2 separate regions of the Mus musculus genome follow, and region 2 is linked to region 1. A link is a contact called in public HiChIP or PLAC-seq data. All regions are on one chromosome and are shown on one strand. Each heading gives the region's core, a stretch centred on a gene start, on an enhancer-like site or on the middle of the called end of the contact. The rest is flanking DNA. Distances are from core to core; before and after follow the strand shown. Region 1 overlaps Mtcl1 (microtubule crosslinking factor 1). Region 2 holds the start of Rab12 (RAB12, member RAS oncogene family).

Region 1 (4,152 bases), core at 1,240-3,739:
GTGTAAAGTATATGTTGTTTTGTTTGGCTATTCCACCAGCAGGTATTTGAGGGTGAGCATTTATTAAACATTTATTGTGGCCCAGCTTAGGCTCTGGCCACAGAATCTTGAAACAGCAGGTATTTTGCCCTTTGATACACTGTACAGAGCTGTGTTCACCATGTCGAGTATACAAAGCCTTACTACTACACGCATTGGGCAGATAAGAGAAAGAGATCAGAAAGGCAGAAGTTCCGTTGCATCAGAGCTGCATTTATTGAAGATTCCATTATTTTGGCCCAGATAGGGGCCAAGAATATTGGACCAGCCATGGCACCACCTTCAAGGAGCTGTAGAGGCAGAAGACAGAGTGGCTTAGACTGGGCGGTGGGGCTAATAAGGAGTCTGTAAGAACTGCGCTCAACAATCTAGAGATTTCACATTCAATATTCTTATTTCTGGCCTTAAAAATCTACAGGATCTGTTCAGCTTGGCTTACGGATGTATCCTGCAAGCCTGTGTCGATAACTGAGCTGTCTTTCCCCTTCCAATGCTGGACTTCCAGAAAGGGTGTTCCTATGTCTTTTCTTCTTGGCAGCTGGAAGAGAAGACTGAGAAAAGCTTGGGCGAGCTGGACTCCTCTGCTGAGGGCAAAGGGGCCTTGAAGAAGGAGAGAGAGGTGCACCAGAAACTGCTGGCTGACAGCCACAGCCTGGTGATGGACCTGCGCTGGCAGATCCATCACCGAGAGAAGAACTGGAACCGGGAGAAGGTGGAGCTGCTGGAGCGTCTGGACAGCGAGCGGCAGGAGTGGGGGCGACAGAAGGAGGAGCTCCTGTGGCGGGTGGAGCAGGTAGGTGTGCTGCAGCAGCAGCCCAGAGTGCACCGCAGCCCCAGAGCACAGCACAGCCCCAGAGTGCACCGCGGCCCCAGAGCACAGCACAGCCCCAGAGTGCACCGCGGCCCCAGAGCACTGCACAGCCCCAGAGCACAGCGCAGCTCATAGATAGTTCTCAGCCCAGTAACATAAAGAAAGGAGATTGTTGCTGTCATCTGCATTCTATTGAGAGAATCCAGAGGAAGAGTGAGAAATGCAATGCCTCCCACAGTAGAGATCTTGGTCCTGGGATCCATGTATTACTTTTGTGTAGTTGTGCCCTGAAGACCCATGAAAACAAGGATGTGATCAGCTTTGGGTCAGTTGATGGTTGCTTGGTGCTGGGCTTGGACCGTATGTGGTGGTTAAAGCGCAGGACAGAGGAGGGCCTTCATCTCATGGTGGACAGGAAGCACACAGAGCAGTCGAGAAGAAGGACAGGACAAGGCCACGGCCCCACGGACCTGCTTCATCCAGCAGGACCCCACCTCTTACCTTCCACCACCTCCCAGTAATACCATCAACTATGAATTTGCCTAGGAATTCATTCATTCATTCATTAGGTCAGAGCCCCAAGGATGTAATTAGTTGAAAGGCCACCGTGGACACTCCCAGGTCAGTATTACGTAATGTAGGTATTTCTCAATCCAGTGAGGTTAGCAATTAAGGTTATTCATTACACCCTAACAGCACACACACCTTTCATTGCAGAGATGGTAGTAGACTTTTCTTTGTATGCATGTGCAGGGGCTGGGGAGTGACCTTTTAAAGGGATTTGGAGATTAAACTTGAAAGGGGAAGTTATTTCAGGTTGCCTTCAGGGAATTTTTCCCCAGAGTACTCTCTTAAGATGGCTACGGAAGCCGCGGAGATGGCTGCAGCCTGAACGGAATTGTTACCATTAGCGAAGTAATTACCAAACCGAGTTAGAAGCCACTGTCTGCTGGTGATTGCTCCTGCTGTGGGTATTGCTGAGCCGTGATTAGATAGGACCAGAACCAAGGGAGTTATCTGGTAGCTCATCATCTTCCGGTAAACAAACTCAGACGGATGTGGGGAGAGCAGAGGGAGTTGCTTTCCCGCAGCCTGAATGATTGCTCTCCGCATTGCGCACGGTTGGTGCAGCTGAAGTAGCTGCAGTAGGCCCGGAGCGATGTGAGAAATTCAGGTTTTCACGTCACACTGAGCGGAGGTTTTAGAATTCCTCAGTGGCTAGATTTCTCAGCCCACAGATAACCTTGCTTCTTTCAATCCATCATTCTTATAAATGCGAAAAGCCTCAAGAGATATCAGTCAGTTAGAAACAGTAACTCGGATAAAGGGGATCATGACTCCATTATAAGTACTCACTCAGCCCGTGCTAATAAGAGGACCTTTTGAAAAGTATGCTCTGCTAAGTATGCTTAGCTACGGCACGGTTCCTATGCTAAAGTTTAATGGAGGTGAATTTGAGTTTAAATTTGCATGGAAATTTTAAATGGGACCCAGGAAGCACTAAGTGACTTAGAAATGACCCAGAACCTTTGACTCAGAAACAGTAGAAAGGGAAGGAGAAAGAGCACTACAGACTGAAGGAGCGGAGGCTGTCCCCGCTGATCACCAGTGAGTCACCTTGCTAATATTTGATATGGCTCCACTTCAAAATTCTCCAAATACTACCAAGAGGAAAGTCACCGCTTCCTGTTTGGTTTGGAAATACAGCCCTGTGAAGGACCTGCCAGATTGTGCCTCGCATCTGTGCTCTGTTGAGTGGGTCTGCCTCAAGGCGGAAATTCGGAGCTAACAGTAGCATGTATTCTTATAAAATAAACACCAATTTATCACACCCAACTTGACTTTTTCTTAGGAGACATGAACAGATGTCTCTGCCCCAGATGGAGTTCTGAATACAGATCAAGGGATAATTCCAACCCAAATCTAGTTTAGCAAACCATTGGGCTTATTTGGGGTACTTACAGGACCATGGATGAGGGATTACTTATAGGAGCCTGGTGGCTAGCAGGAGGGTACCTCACTGAAAAGCCCCACCGCAGCACGTGATTTGTGAGGTCGTACGTACCTATGGTACACAAACTGCAGACAGCTCAGCCAACTGGGGCCTTCTTATTCCCCAACTGTTAGTGTTTATGTAACTTTGGGGGAAGACTCTCAGTGGCTCTTCTCATTCCCTGTGCTTCCTGGACCTTGTGTGTCGCTTGAAGCTTTCTATTCCCTCTGAGAGGCCGTGTTTCATCTCTCAGAAAACAACAGGTAACCCGCAGCAGCCTGGCCCTAGGGGCCTTCATTCCCAGCCACCGCTTTGCAGTGCTCACCTTGGGTGTCCCTGCTCTACCCCAGTGAGGCCATCATGTTCCCTGTCATGGGCCTTTGAGGATCCCCTTGTCTAGTCATTGCTGCTTGTTGATCCTGTCCCAGGCCTCTTCAGCTTTGAAAGTCACACTTGCCATGAATTCGGCGGGCATCTCAGGCTTTTGTTTTTCTTTGGGGAATGAGGAATTTCTAGCAAAGAAAACCTTGGCCAGACACATCTGATGACACTCAGTATCTGAAGTGACCTGGGGCTGAGCTGTCCACCTCACTTTGAGACTATTTTGGGGGGGTGATAACAAGGACCAAGAGCTGAGCTTCATTTCTGTGTCTTAGGTGTTGTAGCGTCCGCCTGGCCGTCCCTCACACCTGTTCTGTAGACCCCAGCATCTGGGCAGGATTTCCCTGTTTATCAGAGGGGCCCATGATGAAAGGATGCTGCACACATAGAGATGCGGCTCTCAGAAATGGATCTAATTTCCATCAAAGTACTCAGCATCTTCAAGGGTTTTGTAATTTCAATGCCCTATTTGAAAATTCATACAGTAGCCATAAGTATTATCTGAAGGAGGACGTCGGCTCAGGTGAGAGCCTACAGAGATCTATGTACAAGTGGAAGCACGCACTGGTTTCATGGCTCCCCCAGTTGCTTGCTGGTTTAATGTCTAGCTGTACATTCCATAGATGAAGCCAATATGTAACTGAATATCCCTCACAGCTCCCACTTGATATCTGACTCCTTGGGAAGCCGTATAACCTTGGCTGTGATAACTTGATATGGACAAAGAAGTGGCACTAAATCCATTTTCCACTTGCAGAACATATGCTTCATGCTTTTCCAGTGTCGTTAAACTCCCGAATAATTTCTACACCGCGTGAGGCGGTGCTTATGACGAACATCTGTCAGAACGTGGCTAGGGTCACTCAGCGTGCCTCATCTATCCTAGCAGAAGAACTCTCATCTCAATTCACTTTTGACTGGGGGGTAG
Region 2 (4,141 bases), core at 580-3,079, 170 kb before region 1:
TAAATATTATTTAAATATTAATGGTGTATGCATCAAAATGGTACCGCCATGGTTCTCTGTTAGTATGCATAGCTATATCTGTCTATTAAAATAAATATATTTTAAAAGTATTCACCAAAGTACAAATGGTACAACCAGAGGGTCTTTTGATAATTCCCCACTTTGTGAAATACAAACCCTTGTTTTCCATGGTTGTGCTGTCTCCCGATCTCTCGGACCTCCCTAGAGTTTCTTCTTCAGCTTCTACCTTTTCTACAGGGGAGCCCCTGGGTTCTGTTCTCACTCTTCTGGATCAGGCTTTTTCCATGTGAGCTAAAGTACTATCAACTGGAGGCCCTTTGGCATGATGGGGGAATAATTGTAAGGCAGGATATGAGAGCACCCCTTTTATTACACAGTCTGGGGCTTAAGAACGAGCACAAAGTCAGCCACCTTTCTTTATATAGTTATCTGTGATGACTTTGTTCACATTCATTCATTCATTCGTCCCTGTAATACTGGCTTTCTGGTATGTGCCAAAGTGCTGAAGCATCCTGGAGTAACCTTGATAATTGGCTTAAAGACGCAAACAAGCATGGAACCCGAGTCCTGTGGATTTCTTTCCAAACTCCCCCATTTAAGACATCCACTATTCTGGTACATTATAGACCTGCCTATGGGGGAAGAGATACTATTTTGGATGCCAGGGTCTTTAACCTTACAAGTTATGCAGAGTCACCTGCCTACTAGGAACAGTTGAATACCTTGCATTTATATCATCCTTTGGAGTCTGCAACAGGGTGTATGGCTTATTGTTTTGTTGTTCTTTTGTATTGACGTTTTTGCAACAGTGATAGATGAAAAGAGTCTTTTCATTCATTCCCATGTGAGCCTCTAGGTTCCATCCCCAGTACCGCCAAGAAAAAAAGAACGATAATTTAGAATAGGCTATAACATTTTTAAAAATCCAATTGGGATTACTTTTGCAAAATAATGTGATTTCTTCAACTGTGCATCCATGGCAAAACAAACGCATGCGCTATGTATTAGTAAACTTAGCTCTAAATACGGCTGAAATTTGGTGAGTAATGTGATCATTCTTCGCAAGCATGCCAGCTCCTATCATGTTTAGAACCCTGTGTTCCGAGGTGCTCAAGTTCACGCAAAGGAATTTGCTAAATAAATCCCTGGCAAGCTTCTGTAGCCGTAAATACTTTCAAGTAGAAATGGCAAAATAACACACCCAAGTCAGTACCTAAACCTTCGGAGTTTAGGTCGCTTGTCATCTGAGTTTTTACCTGCTGGCTTCCCCTAAGGTGCATGTCACTCACTGAATTTTACGAACTGTAAGTCTGAGGAAGACTTTTAAGATCCATTTAAGATAGCTGATTCCTCGGGGCCCCACAGGAAAAGTGCACGCAGAGGTGCGGCCCTGCCAGGGTACGTGGGCTTCCTCCAAAGTGGCGTTCACACCCTAACCCCGCGTGGGCCAGACCGAGACCCCCAGCACCCAAACACCCTAAATTCTGGAAGATGATCACAGGCTATATGCACTTTGAGACACGTTTGGGACGGGCTGCTAAAAAGAAGTGTGTGGTTCTTGGGAACGGTGCACGATGAGGATAAACCACGAGTGAAAGTGCGCCGAGTGGGGAGGGCCGAGGGAACAGGGGTGACGGAGAGCGACCCACACATAACATACACCCCACGGAGCGGAGCGCACGGCTCGGTCCTCCGACCGACAGGGGGCGGGCTCCAGTCCCGCGTGGCGCCGCGCCTGCGCTTCCTGCCCCTCCCGGTCCGGGATGCTGCTACCGCTGCTGCGGAGAAGCTGCTTCCCTTCCTCTACTCCCGGCGGCGGCGGCGGCGGCGGTAGCGCGGAGCGGGTGGAGGGTGCGCGGGGGCCCGGGGCGCGCGGACGGCGGCCCGAGCGCGAGCCGTATGCGTGCATGGATCCCAGCGCCGCGCTGCACCGGCGGCCCGCGGGCGGCAGCCTGGGCGCGGTCTCCCCGGCGCTGTCGGGCGGCCAGGCCCGCCGGAGGAAGCAGCCCCCCAGGCCGGCCGACTTCAAGCTGCAGGTCATCATCATCGGCTCCCGCGGCGTGGGCAAGACCAGCCTGATGGAGCGCTTCACCGACGACACGTTCTGCGAGGCCTGCAAGTCCACCGTGGGTACGCCGGGCCTGTGGCGGGTGGGCCTGGGGGAGGTCGGGGCCCGGTCCCTGTCCCCATGGAAGCTCTGACCCTCTCCCAGGGCCTCAACGAATCATCCTACGGATGCCCGGGCATACCCGCCGTGGGCACATCTGGCATCCGAGCCGCGCACAGCCCAGGTCTCCGTGGAAGCCCGACCCTCTCTTGTGGCCAGACCGAGCTTTTCCGTGGCCTTTCCGCGGGTGTCGGACCCCCGAAGCCCAAACATTCCCTCCCGGAGCCTTCACCAGTCATGAGGTCCGGGTGATGCATCCGCGGAAACTCCCGGTCCGTTACTCCTGCTCACCCAGGAAAACGGCTTTGTGAACCGAAAGTAGAGCTGAAGGCCACCCACCAGTGCAGTGCCCCGGGGTTACTCACCATCTTAAATGGGTCCGGACCTCGCAGCTTTGCAGGCTGGAGGGATGGACCAAGGTTTGCTTTCTCATTTTCTGTCTATTTTCGTGGTTTACAGAAAAGAAGTTTGTTGCAGAGACAGTTCGCGCTAAAGCTACACTCGGGTTTCTTTCTTGTTCTGTGCACAAATGTAGGGCAAAGGGATTTCAGCTGTGTTTATCCTTGACCTCAAATAACCGGGTGGATAGGCGGGCAAAGTAAGGGCGATTTCCCGGCACCCACCCGAGGTCGGTGAATTACCGGGAAATCCATAGGTAACGCTCCTGTTACCTTCCTCGGGATCTGGGTTTGAAACTGCAAGGGAATGTTTTTAGTGACACTGGATTGACAGGGCTTGACATAGAGGTTTGTTGGGGTTATGGGAAACAGTTGTGACCATGGAAAAGCTACCTGGAAAACTCTCATTTGGGGTGGCTTATAGAAAAAGGGGGTGAGCAGGAGGGACTGGACAGAGTGACAAAAAATCTAGCGTTCTCCCTGAATCCTAGCCCCAAGGAGAGGAAGGTGGATCTCTGATTTCGAGGCCAGCCTGGTCTGTCTACACAGTGAGTTCCAGGACAGCCAGGGCTATGCAGAGAGACCCTGTCTCAAAACAAACAAAATCTCAGCTTGGAGGTTTGAAAAGCTAAACACTGGTGCACATATTTTCCGTTGTAACCATTGATGGTTCCCGTTTTGAGATGAGAATTCTGTAGAGAATTTCAGGGACTCTCTTTAGGTCGTAATTGGTAAGTTGCCGGGTAACAAAACTACCACGGTTCTAAGTACTTAGACCGGAAAATTAAACCTCCAGTTTTCACACTGACTTAAATTTCCTTTTTGATTATGCCCCTTCATGCCTTTTTTTTTTTTTTTTTAACAGACCATTTTGGAAATATTTATGCTCCTTCTACCCTGTTTGTTTTTTAAATGTTTGTCTTGGGGATGTGTTATTAGAACTCAGTAACGTAATTATACCCACTGCAAATATCCAATCTTGGATCCTAAGAGTATACAGGGAGTTATTAACCAGGAAATGAGGCTTATATTGTTTTGTTTGTTTCTGACATAAGTGCAGTAGGCTTGAATGCAGTTGAGAATTACCAGTCGTTTATGGCCCCACACTTACATATGCAGAAATGAAAGCTAATGGTTATATTTAATATAGAAGGGAAATAGGACTGCAGCACTCGGAAGGCTCGAGGTGACGGACTGGGGTGGGGAGAGCTGGCCTTTATGACAGCACACCCACATTCTAGGAAGTTTTCCTAGGGCTCATAGAAGTGGATCCGTGGAGAGCTGGCCTGTCCTCCTGAGAAAGATGGGCCTACTCAGTAAGCTTTCCCCTTGTTGACAAAATGAAACTAGCTTGAGACATCATGGAATTACATAGACTATCTGGAAATGAGCGGAAACAGGCCTCCTTACATACATAATTATATGTACAAATATACGGGTGTCTCCCCACACTGAGGGTGGTTGAATTTTTCCCTTGGATGTTTTTGTTTACTTCATATCCAGCCTAAAGTAATTAATTTCAGTAAGTGTTTCTTGTGGGAAGTTCGGAAAAAGA

Evidence for each region. HiChIP or PLAC-seq counts read pairs in DNA pulled down with a chosen protein or histone mark.
Region 2: an HNF4G HiChIP or PLAC-seq map of pancreatic cancer cells shows a contact between it and region 1. The contact joins the promoter of Rab12 here to the enhancer-like site in region 1. A contact is called at or near these places in 1 of 15 datasets of contacts at CTCF or cohesin (the NIH/3T3 cell line), 1 of 484 Hi-C or Micro-C datasets (nephron progenitors) and 3 of 115 datasets of contacts at active chromatin or transcription factors (embryonic stem cells, large pre-B cells and pancreatic cancer cells).

Annotation. Positions count from the first base shown.
Region 1 is chr17:66,350,803-66,354,954 of GRCm38.p6, reverse strand. It overlaps Mtcl1 (microtubule crosslinking factor 1), which reads left to right. Exons shown (of 14, transcript NM_172963.4): 10 at 578-832. Among named protein-coding and RNA genes, the nearest start is that of Mtcl1, 97 kb to the left of the region's middle. Within about 2 kb of position 2,489, at least 88 of the 459 cell types and tissues checked have an H3K27ac peak or open chromatin away from gene starts, as enhancers often do. A contact at or near this core is called in the NIH/3T3 cell line and pancreatic cancer cells, where this site is marked.
Region 2 is chr17:66,517,358-66,521,498 of GRCm38.p6, reverse strand. It overlaps Rab12 (RAB12, member RAS oncogene family), which reads left to right and starts at 1,829. Exons shown (of 6, transcript NM_024448.2): 1 at 1,829-2,151. The coding sequence starts at 1,929. Gm41608 (a long non-coding RNA gene) reads right to left here. Exons shown (of 3, transcript XR_876914.3): 1 at 2,554-4,141.